2 separate regions of the Sus scrofa genome follow, and region 1 is linked to region 2. Evidence: chromatin contacts called from public Hi-C data. All regions are on one chromosome and are shown on one strand. The core of a region is the stretch at or near the end of the contact, and the rest is flanking DNA. Distances in the headings are between cores, read along the strand shown.

What was found. Hi-C and Micro-C count contacts between places; a contact is called where the count stands out from the background.
Region 1: a contact with region 2 is called in a Hi-C map of liver, with 1.7 times the contacts expected there. The contact joins the promoter of ANKH here to the enhancer-like site in region 2. A contact is called at or near these places in 1 of 5 promoter capture datasets (liver) and 9 of 47 Hi-C or Micro-C datasets (alveolar macrophages, embryonic fibroblasts, fetal heart ventricle and 3 more).

What each region holds. Positions count from the first base shown.
Region 1 is chr16:4,268,344-4,273,257 of Sscrofa11.1, reverse strand. It overlaps ANKH (progressive ankylosis protein homolog), which reads left to right and starts at 2,185. Exons shown (of 12, transcript XM_003359727.5): 1 at 2,185-2,724. The coding sequence starts at 2,629.
Region 2 is chr16:4,119,461-4,124,495 of Sscrofa11.1, reverse strand. The region is part of intron 8 of ANKH (progressive ankylosis protein homolog); the gene reads left to right. Among named protein-coding and RNA genes, the nearest start is that of OTULIN, 59 kb to the right of the region's middle. Within about 2 kb of position 2,460, at least 14 of the 83 cell types and tissues checked have an H3K27ac peak or open chromatin away from gene starts, as enhancers often do. A contact at or near this core is called in liver and skeletal muscle, where this site is marked.

The sequences.
Region 1 (4,914 bases), core at 936-3,435, 150 kb before region 2:
CATTCCTTCTTCAGACCAAAGGTGTGCATTTGTATCAGTTAGCAGAAGCAGTGTGGCCAGTCCTTGTCCAGGGAACAACCAAAGCAAACGAGACTTGCTGGGGATCGATTGAAAACCTTATCAACCCCACATTCTAGACAAAGGTCAGTGTAATTAGATTGCTTTAAGTAAAACTGCCTGAGTACAGAAAGGATAGACCACAAGGTGATATTTGCTTTAGCAAAGACTGCTTCCCTGAGAGTTTCTTTAAATAATAGGCTCTCTTGGGGTGGGGGTGTTTTTTTTTTTTTTTTCTGGCTGCACCCATGGCATATAGAAGTTCCAGGCCAGGAATCAAATGCAAGTCATAGCTGTGACCAACACCACAGCTATGGCAACACTGGATCCTTAACTCACTGCGCCACAGTGGGAACTCCTCTCTTGGTATATTTAAAATAACATCCAACTATATTAAAACAGAACTTTCAGGAACTTGCTATTGAGGAGAGTCCTATACACAAGAACTTCCTGTTTTGCTGGGAAACGTCAAATAATATGATCTAACACAATAAAAAATGACCAGAATCATTTTAATTATAGGGGATATAATTTGAGGTTACATTAGAGCCACAAGGTAAATTAGCTTCCTATTTCTCAAGGCCTTGTTCTGTTTGGAATTTTAAATGGCTTGAAAGGTCAAAAAAATATGGAAAACATTTAATACTTTCAAATAATGGGGAAATACCTGCACCCAGGAGGTGGCGGTCTCAAGCTCACTACAAGCACAAGCTTTACAATGCTAAATGGGAGGGAGGTGATAGGCTCATTTCTGGGTGCAGAATTACCTTATTACTTCCAATAATAAATTAATTTATTATGTCTAGTGTACTTTGAAAGATGTATATGTGCCAGGAGTGGGGAAGGTGTGAGGTAATATGAGCAGGACAGGCTACAGAACTTGCCAACCCCTCCTTCAAAAACTATGTATTTCAAGAGGCAGAGCATTAAATGGGCACAGCTCCTCCTAAGTGCCAGGGCCTTTGTGTGAGCACAGGTCACACACCCATGAATCCAGACCTGCACACGAGGCCTTCTTCTATCCTCCTTTAAGGTACAGAGATCTCGCTGCAATCCCTCCCCTCCTGAGGCACTTTTCATTCCCAGGGCCTCAACCCCTGATCACCTGCTCTAGGCACATCGTGCACTTTGCTGCTGGCACTGTTCTTAAGTTTAAGGTAAAACACTCAACGCAGTTATTATTTACCCTGAAATCACTGGGGCAAGCATTATACAACAGGTTTTTCTTTCTTTTTCTTCTATAGCTAAAAGAAACAGACTTTTCAAGTTTGTTGTTACAATAGTGGTGCATGGAGAGGAATCTCAGCTCACAGCAAACTCGCCTGGAGGCAGGTCTGCGATCCCCAAAGGTCTGCAGGCCTAGCCTGGGCGCCTGCGGGAATCGTCCCTGCGACTCTCCGCGCATCTGCCCCCAGAATGCGGGTCACCGTCGCCCCCGGACACCCTGAGAGAGATGCTCCTTGTCTCGGTCTCTGGATCCTGCCCAGAGCGACGCCTTCATCACTCTCAGGGCGCCGGCTCTGCGTAAAGCAGGTTCCCGGCCGGGAGCGGCCTCCTCCGCACGTCCCCGCCCGCTTCAAGGCAGCCACCTGGGGATGAGGTCCGCCCGGGGCCCGCCGGAGGAGAAAGGGGGCTTGCCAAACCCTCTCCCTCCCGGGGCCTACGCACCCCCCGATCCCTCCTAGCGCATCCGCGCTCACGTCTCCTACTCTTGACTGCCAGTTTTGCACACGTCCTGGCCCTTCCCAGGACAGCACGGGGACCCCAGTTCCCCGCCCCGTGGGGCTCCGGCGGCAAGGCCCGACCGCGGGAACTCGGGAGGCCCCCAGAGCCTCCCGATCACCGGGGGCGCCCGCCCCTGGGCACCCCCTCCGCCACACCCCAGCGCCCCCCCACACACCCGCATCCCCAGCAGCCTCGCGCCGGGGCCCCTGCAACGGCAGGAGCGCCGCGGCGAGTTGCACCCAGGACGCCGCGGAGGCGACAGGCCCGCGGCGTGTGCGTGCGCAGCGCCCCCCGCGGCCGCGCCGAGCGCAGGCGGCGGCGGAGGGAAGGAGGGCGCCGCCCGCCGAGCTCGGCCCGGCCCCTTCCCAAGCCCGCCGCCCTCCCGCCCCCCCCCCCCGGGGCCGCCAGCGGTGTCCGCGCCTCCACGCCCGCCCCTGATTTCCTCCGCACCGCGGCGGCGGCGGCGGCGGCGGCGGTGGCGGCGCCTCGTGCGCGCGGTTATTTATTTCCGGGCCCCAGAGCGCTTATAATGGAGCCGCTGTCAGCAGAACCTTCTGCTGCCGCTGCCGCCGCCGCCGCTGCCGTCCCTCCTCTTTTTTTTCCTGGCAGATCTTTGTTGTGTGGGAGGGCAGCAGGGATGGACTTGAGCTTGCGGATCTCCTGCTAGAGCAGCCGCGCTTGGAGAGGGCGCCGCAGCTACAAAGAGGAGCCGCCGCCGCCGCACCGAGGCCCCACCGACCCGGCCTCCGTCCGCCCGCGCCCCCGCCCGGCCTTTTCGGCCCGCGCCTCCCGGCAGAGTCCCCTTGCGGCGGCAGATGTGTGTGGGGTCAGCCCACGGCGGGGACTATGGTGAAATTCCCGGCGCTCACGCACTACTGGCCCCTGATCCGGTTCCTGGTGCCCCTGGGCATCACCAACATAGCCATCGACTTCGGGGAGCAGGTAAACCCCGGCCGCGCCCCTCGCCCGGCCCGGGCAGCGCCGCCCAGCGCCCCGCACCCTGCACTCTGCTCCCTCTGCCCTGGCCTTAGACGCCCGGGCGGCAGGGGATGGGGGCAGAGGAGAGTCACCTGCTCCGAGTCTCTTTTTATCCTGGAACATTTGCTTGGGTTTACAGCTTGTCAGGGATGACTTTCCAGCATTCCATTCCCCCCTCCCCCCAGTTATTCAGCAGACTTTTCCAGCGCTCTCTGGAAAATGTTAGAAGACTGGAGGGTTTGGAGCTTCACCTATAGAAGTGGTTTTAGTGCACAGGGAGTATTATGTAATTTGTGATTATGTAAACCTCTGGCTTGTAAGTAAAATATAGTTTCTGATAGCTCGAGTGCTGGGGTTTTGTTTATCCCGGGCTTGTGGTGATGGTGATGATGGGGAGATTTTTATATTAGAATGTGTCTGTGTGATTTCCCAGGTACTTCTAATTTTTAAAAAAGCGTATGTATGGATTAGAGGTGTCCCAAGCGTGTCCTGAGAAACCGACCACTGACCATCTCTAGTTTAGGGTTTCTTTCCGCCGCCCCCCCCCCCTTTAAAGAAGGGGAGCACATTTGTGTTTGTTGCTTTCTCATCCTTGTTTCTTTTTCATGTTTTCCCCCATTTCTCTTCATGTGGCGTCATTGCAAATCCAGCTCTGCAGACTCTCCAGCAGCGGGGCTTTGGTACTCTGCCCTTTGCTGCTGGGGACCGTTTTCGCAGGCCTCCAGCGGGATGCAGTTGTGTTTTAAGACCCAGAAGAGGATTGGGGGGAAGGTGCAGCAGCCTGTCACCTTGATGGGCAGGTGTATGACTGGCCCTGGGCAGCTCCTGCTGTTGTCCTACCCTATTTCTTTTCCTTCAAGTCAAGAGACCTCAAAGGATGTTTGAGGTAGAAAAGGCACCTATTCTGATGCACCTTTAGTTTCAAAAAACCAAACAGTTTTTTCCAAGGGGAGTTCCTTTGACTCCTCCTTTTGCTGAATATCTGCTTACATTTGTCTCTTTGCGGCTCAGAACTTTTGATTGATTGTGATGGTTTAAGCGCCTTAATACTTAACCCACTTTGTAAGCTACTTTTTACTTCGAATTTTATAGCCAGCAAGTGTTCATAATGTAGCGTAGCCTCTAGAGACCTTTGACTAGCTAGTAAGCCAACTAATTCCCTTTGATGAAATGTTATTTTTTTCTGTTGCCGCTTTGCTCTGCCAGCACCTGACCAGGTCCCCCAAGGCTTCTCTGCTACTACCCGGCCCCCAACCCCCTACGCCCCAACACACACACCTTCCCTTCTTTCATAATTAACTGGTGGCTCTGGGCATTTCCTCTAATCTTTGGAAAGGTTTTTAGACATGAATTTATTACGTTGCATATTTTAGATGAGTCAAGTGCTGCGTGTTCACCTCAACCTTTTGCTATTTTAAGACTTATCTTCTTGGAGCTGCCCCAAAGGTTATCAGAAAGCCTAGGCTGCTCACCTGATCGCTTCTCTCTGAACTGTAGTGTGTGTGTGTGTGTGTGTGGGTGTGGGTGTGGGTGTGGTGTAATAAAGTGATAACTGGAAGAATGAATATTCTTTGTCATAATTAAAGGGCCTGGAGTTCCCATGGTGGCTCAGCAGGTTACAAACCCAACTAGTATCCATGAGGATTTGGGTTCAACCCCTGGCCTCACTCAGTGGGTTAAAAGACCTGGTGTTGCTGTGAGCTGTGGTGTAGGTCACAGAGGTGACTGGATCTGGCCTTGCTATGGCTGTGGTGTAGGCCAGCAGCTGCAGCTCCAACTCGACCCCTGGCCTTCCATATGCCGCAGGTGTGTGGCTCTAAAAAGAAAAGGAAAAAAATAGTAATGAAGGGCCTAAAGAAAACCATGGTATTGCCTCACATTTGCCTTGATTTTATACATGGCTGATATAACTAAGGTTTGATTTTAGTGTAAGGAAAAGGGTCTCCCCAAGATCACAAAAGAGACAACTGGTCTGTCCTAGTGGGTCTAATAATTCAAACTCATCCTTGAAATGTCGCTAACCTCCTTATCGTAGGTGATGTAAGCAAAGCTCTAGAAGAGTTGTCTTGTTTGCACAGAAGCAAGTTTTATCAGCAAGTGTCCTTTGCAGTTCTTATCCCTTAAGCGCAGGTATAGGCATGAGGTTATAGGCTG
Region 2 (5,035 bases), core at 1,211-3,710:
TGATTTTTGAGTGAAGACACACATAAAGCACATTGTTATAATAACAGACTGATTGCTCCAGGAATCAGTAGGTCCCTGTAGAATCAAACCTACAGAAGTAAACAGAGTTCTCTGGTGGCCTAGCAGTTGGGGACTCAGCATTGTCACTGCTGTGTCGCTATTGTGGCTCTGGTTCAATCTCTGGCCTGGGAGCCTGTGCGTGCCACAGCCATGGCCAAAAAGCAAGCAAACAAAACAAAGTACAGAAGTAACTGAGTATCTGGGAGGGGAGGAGGCTATGAAGACAGAATGCAACTTCCCTCAGACAGCGATGGTCAGGGGCTCGTCCTCATCTGCCCTCTTTGCTAACGAGCCCATCTAATCCCCCTTCCACGTGGTAGCCCTTCAAACACAAAAGCCCATTTTAATACCTTTTCACAGCCTGGCTTCTGAATCCTCTGGTGTTTTGGTTCCGTTCCTTGAAATTGTTTCAGTTTGTCAGTGTCCTCTGAGACCATGGAGCAAAAATTCCAAATCAGGTCTGGAATGGATTAGGATTGTCCAGTTTGGGGGAGTTCCTGTCCTGGCGCAGCAAAGACAAATCCGACTAGGAATCATGAGGTTCAATCTCTGGCCTCGTTCAATGGGTTAAGGATCCGGCGTTGCCGCGAGCTGTGGTGCAGGTCGCAGACCCGGCTCAGATCCTGTGTTGCTGTGGCTGTGGCGTAGGCTGGCAGCTACAGCTCCGATTAGACCGCTAGCCTAGGAAGCTCCATATGCCATGGGTGTGGCCCTAAAAAGACAAAAGACAAAAAAAAAGATTGTCCAGTTTTGACCTTAGAATTGTCGTTTATGCAGCCTAAGGCTCCAGGGGCTTTATCAGTTAGGAGGTGAAACACAAGAGCCATTAAGACTCCCTTGGCCATATTCTCAGGACAGTCAGGGACTGGCCACTTCCCAGAATCCATCTTTAGGGGATTTTCTCCTGGTATCTCCCCAGTTCTCTGCTTCCGTCCTCATGGATATTAGTCAGGCTCATTACTGCTGAGCCATGACGGGAACTCCACCTTCAAGTTTTAAGATGACTCCCTGTCGTGAAAAAGGCAGGCTCAAAGGAGGGGCTTGGGATGTAACCTCAGCCCCTAGTGGTTCTTGCCTTTTTCTCATCTCACTTCGAATGTAACTATTTTAAGGCTCTTTCTCTTGATCTCAGCACTTGCGGGCATTCAGTGTAGCTGGACTTCTGCCTGCCTGACCTGATTCATCCAGGAGGTTGTGAGACCTTGAAGGTGGTAGTCCTTAGACTTCTCCTGGGCTCACCCTCCGGGAACGTGGGCAGAGAGAGCCTGGGAGCCTGCAGACGAAGGCAGGGAGATGGCAGGTAACTGGCTACCTCCCCCAGCAGCTGGGGAACCCCTGACATCTTCAGGTGCCTGCTGTTCTCTTTTCTGGTTGTAGAGGGGGAGGGGAGTTCTCTTTTGAGAGCTTTCCAGCTCCTTTCAGAATCTTTGCTGTTATTAGGTCTTACTTGCCTCTTGCCCATGAACTTTGAAATCTCTCTCTTTTTTTTTTTTTTTTTGTGGAGAAGACAAATGGATCATCTATTGCAGCAGCTTTTACTCAAAAAGCCTGAACTTCTCTATAGCATTCAGCAAAGCATTTTTTTTTTTTTTTTTTTTTTTTTTTTTTGTCTTTCTAGGGCCACACATGCAGCATATGGAAGTTCCCAGGCTTGGGGTCAAATCAGAGCTGCAGCTGCTGGCCTACGTCACAGCCACAGCAATACAGGATCCAAGCCACATCTGTGACCTACACCACGGCTCAAGGCAATGCCGGATCTTTAATCCCCTGAGTGAGGCCAGGGATGGAACCGCAGCCTCATGGATACTAGGCAGGTTTCTAACCTGCTGAGCCGCGATGGAAACTCCCAGCAGAGCATTTTCAAAGGCAGGGTGAGGGAGGGGACTCCCAGCTGAAATCTCTTTCCTTTAATTGATTGGGGGTTTTTTATTTTCCTGGTTCTTGTGAGCTTAACAAGGACATGGTCACTCTCTCCCACGTGAGTGGCCATCTCTGCTTTGACGGCCACTGTTCCATCCAATGAGGCTGTTCTTCCTCTTGGTCCCCAGCTTCCTGAGATAAGCCTCATCTGGGAGGGGTTACTGGAGAGCGGAGGGGGTGGCTGTGCCGTCTGTGGACACCAGGCCTGGGATTGCAACACCGCTGGGTGCGTGTCGCATCTTGCCCAGGCCAGCACGAACATACATGCCACCCAAGGGGTGGAGGCCACGGCAGAATCTAAGGTGAAGATATTTGGTATTTGAAACGTTTTAATCCTAAAGCTTCAGAACTTCAGGGTCTTGGGGGGACCCCCCCCCAGAGGGAAAGAAAACAAAAGGCGCAGCATCAGAGGAGGCAGCAGTGCGGAAGGCTGGTCTGATCCATCCGCCTCTCCCTCTGTGACACACTGAGATAATCCCTTTCAAGGGAGGTTCAGCTAATCTTAAAATACTTCTGCTGTTTGCACTGCTTAAGTCCTCAGAGAGCACAGATCCCACAGACACAAACAGGACCTCCACTCTGCCTTGTCCCCTCCCCCCAAAAGCGGCCACCACCTTGGAAAGGCAGCGAGGTCACTGACAGTGGCAGTATTTATAGTCCCCTAATCCTGCCAGGCCAGCTCCGGCCACCTGCTCTGCTCAAGGTCTGGGCAGCTTGGCTAAGGCGCTGCCGGCAGAAAACACCAGAAAATGCCCTGCCTACCAGTCGCAGGCTGGAGTGTTGTCCAGCCTTGCCTGTCACAGCCTCAGTTTCCCCCAGTTAGGGGGCTTTTTCATCATTCAAAGGTCAGTTTCGCTTAACAAGGACATGGATAAGGTCCCCTCCTTCCATTTTGACATATAATGGACAGTCCCAAGGGCTCTGGCCAGCACATTAAACCTCCACTGTTGCTACATCATGGGACAGCATATGTCAGCACCCAACCAGCACCTCAAGGCTCCCTTTTTCTTAGCCACACCCACCCGTCCGAGCTGCATCCCAGTAAAGAGGCCAGCCCTGAGCCCCTCCGCTGTGTGCCAGAAAGCTGCACAGTCCAAACTGAGAAATAGCAAAGGCCACCGCACGGGACCCTGTCCAGTCAGCCCCGTGCTCACAGGGAAAAGTTTGGTTGGTGAGGGTGACCCACCCCGACCCCTTGCTCTGGCTGACCTGACCCAGCACCTGTCCCTCAGCCATCGGGGTGGCGGACACTACCGGCCTTATTCCGACCGAGGTACCACACTGGCCCTGTGTCTCCAACAAGGACAGCCTGTGTGAGGCTTTGTTTCTGCTGCGCCGCCCCACGCCCGCGCCCCGAGCCTGCCTCCCCATTGTCCGCGTTATCCAGGCAAAGAAAAGGATCTCTTGTGCGTGGGGGGAGGACGAAAGGCCCGAAGGTAGATGAGCTGAACTGAAGACATTCGCGTTTTCTCACAGTGTCTGTGTACCGTGTACCCCCCGGGCCATTCAGGTGTCTTTAGACATCCCAAAAACATGGGAAGAGCAAGGCTTCTGCATCCCCAAGGCCAAGGCTGAAATCCCGGCCCCACCCTTTACAGATGAGGTGACCTGGGGACAGTCGCACAGCCCCCCAGACCCTGGTGTCCTCGGTAGAGGAGCACAAAATAATGCCCCGGTCCTGGGATTCACTAATCCAGTATTTGCTTTTTAAATCATCATACATTGTAGGTTTGAGGGGTTGATTGGTTTGTTCTGGGGAGATTAAAGACAATTAAGACGGGTCCCCTGATCTCCACCTAAGCCCTCATAATAGAATGACAGCACACATCCACACGCGCATGCTTTTGTTGTTGTTGTTGCAAAAAGCTTTGTTTCCATTTGGTCCAAGGCTTGGAAGAGGGCTCCAGGGTCGTTAAAAAAGCTGCCTTGTGGAAGCAGAGAGGGGCTTCTCAAAGGCCATGGGGCACACGTGTATTCTTAAAGCAGTTAGCAAATGAACAAGCATGCTGTGTTGTTATAAGCAGTTTCCAATTTTCTTTCTTTCTTTCTTTCTTTTTTTGCTTTTTAGGGCCACACCCCAGGCACATGGAGGTTTCCAGGCAAGGGGTCAAATTGGGGCTATAAGCCGCCGGCCTATGCCACAGCCGCAGCAATGCAGCATCAGAGCTGCGTCTGCAACCTACACCGAAGCTCACAGCAACGCCAGATCCTTAACCCACTGAGCGAGGCCAGGGATGGAACCCGCAACCTCATGGTTCCTAGTTGGATTCATTTCTGCTGCACCACAATGGGAACTCCCCAGTTTTCTTTTTAATTTTTAAAAACTACAGTACAGTACACCTCACGTATAACTTAGCACCTTAACCATGTTTCTGTGGACAGTTCAATAACTTCAAATTGTGGTGCTCCTGTCCCCACCATCCATCCACAGAAGTCTTCATCTTGCGAAACTGAACCACTCTACCCATTAAACAATGACTCCCCATCCCCACCCCGGCCCCGACCCCAGCCTCTCACAAGCTCCAATCTGACTGTTAACAGTCAACAAAAGTAAAGGCTAAACATAAGCTGAGGTTGGAACTTTCTAAATATTCTTCAAATCAGAGGAGGAAAGAATTAACATTCTGTGGATGGACGGAATGGGCAGGATTTAGGAACTGGAGCACCATCTGCGTGCTGGGTTTATGGCGCCCCCTACTGTTTGAAGTATGCAGTTTCTTTCAATCAACCCTTTGTTTCTTCCTAAGAATGTGGTCATATTAAGTCTGAAAGATACACTGCCGTGGTGCAGCAGAAATGAATCCAGCTAGGAACCATGAGGATTGGGGTTCAATCCCTGGCCTAGCTCAGTGGGTTAAGGATCTAGCATTGCCGTGAGCTATGGTTTAGGTCGCAGACCTGGCTTGGATCTGGCGTTGCTGTGTCTCTGGCATAGGCCAGCGGCTATACCTCCAATTGGACCCCTAGCCTGGGAACGTCCATATGCTGCAGGTGTGGCCATTAAAAAAAAAAAAAGTCCTCCTTTTTACATAGCTCCTCCTTTTAATATAAATTG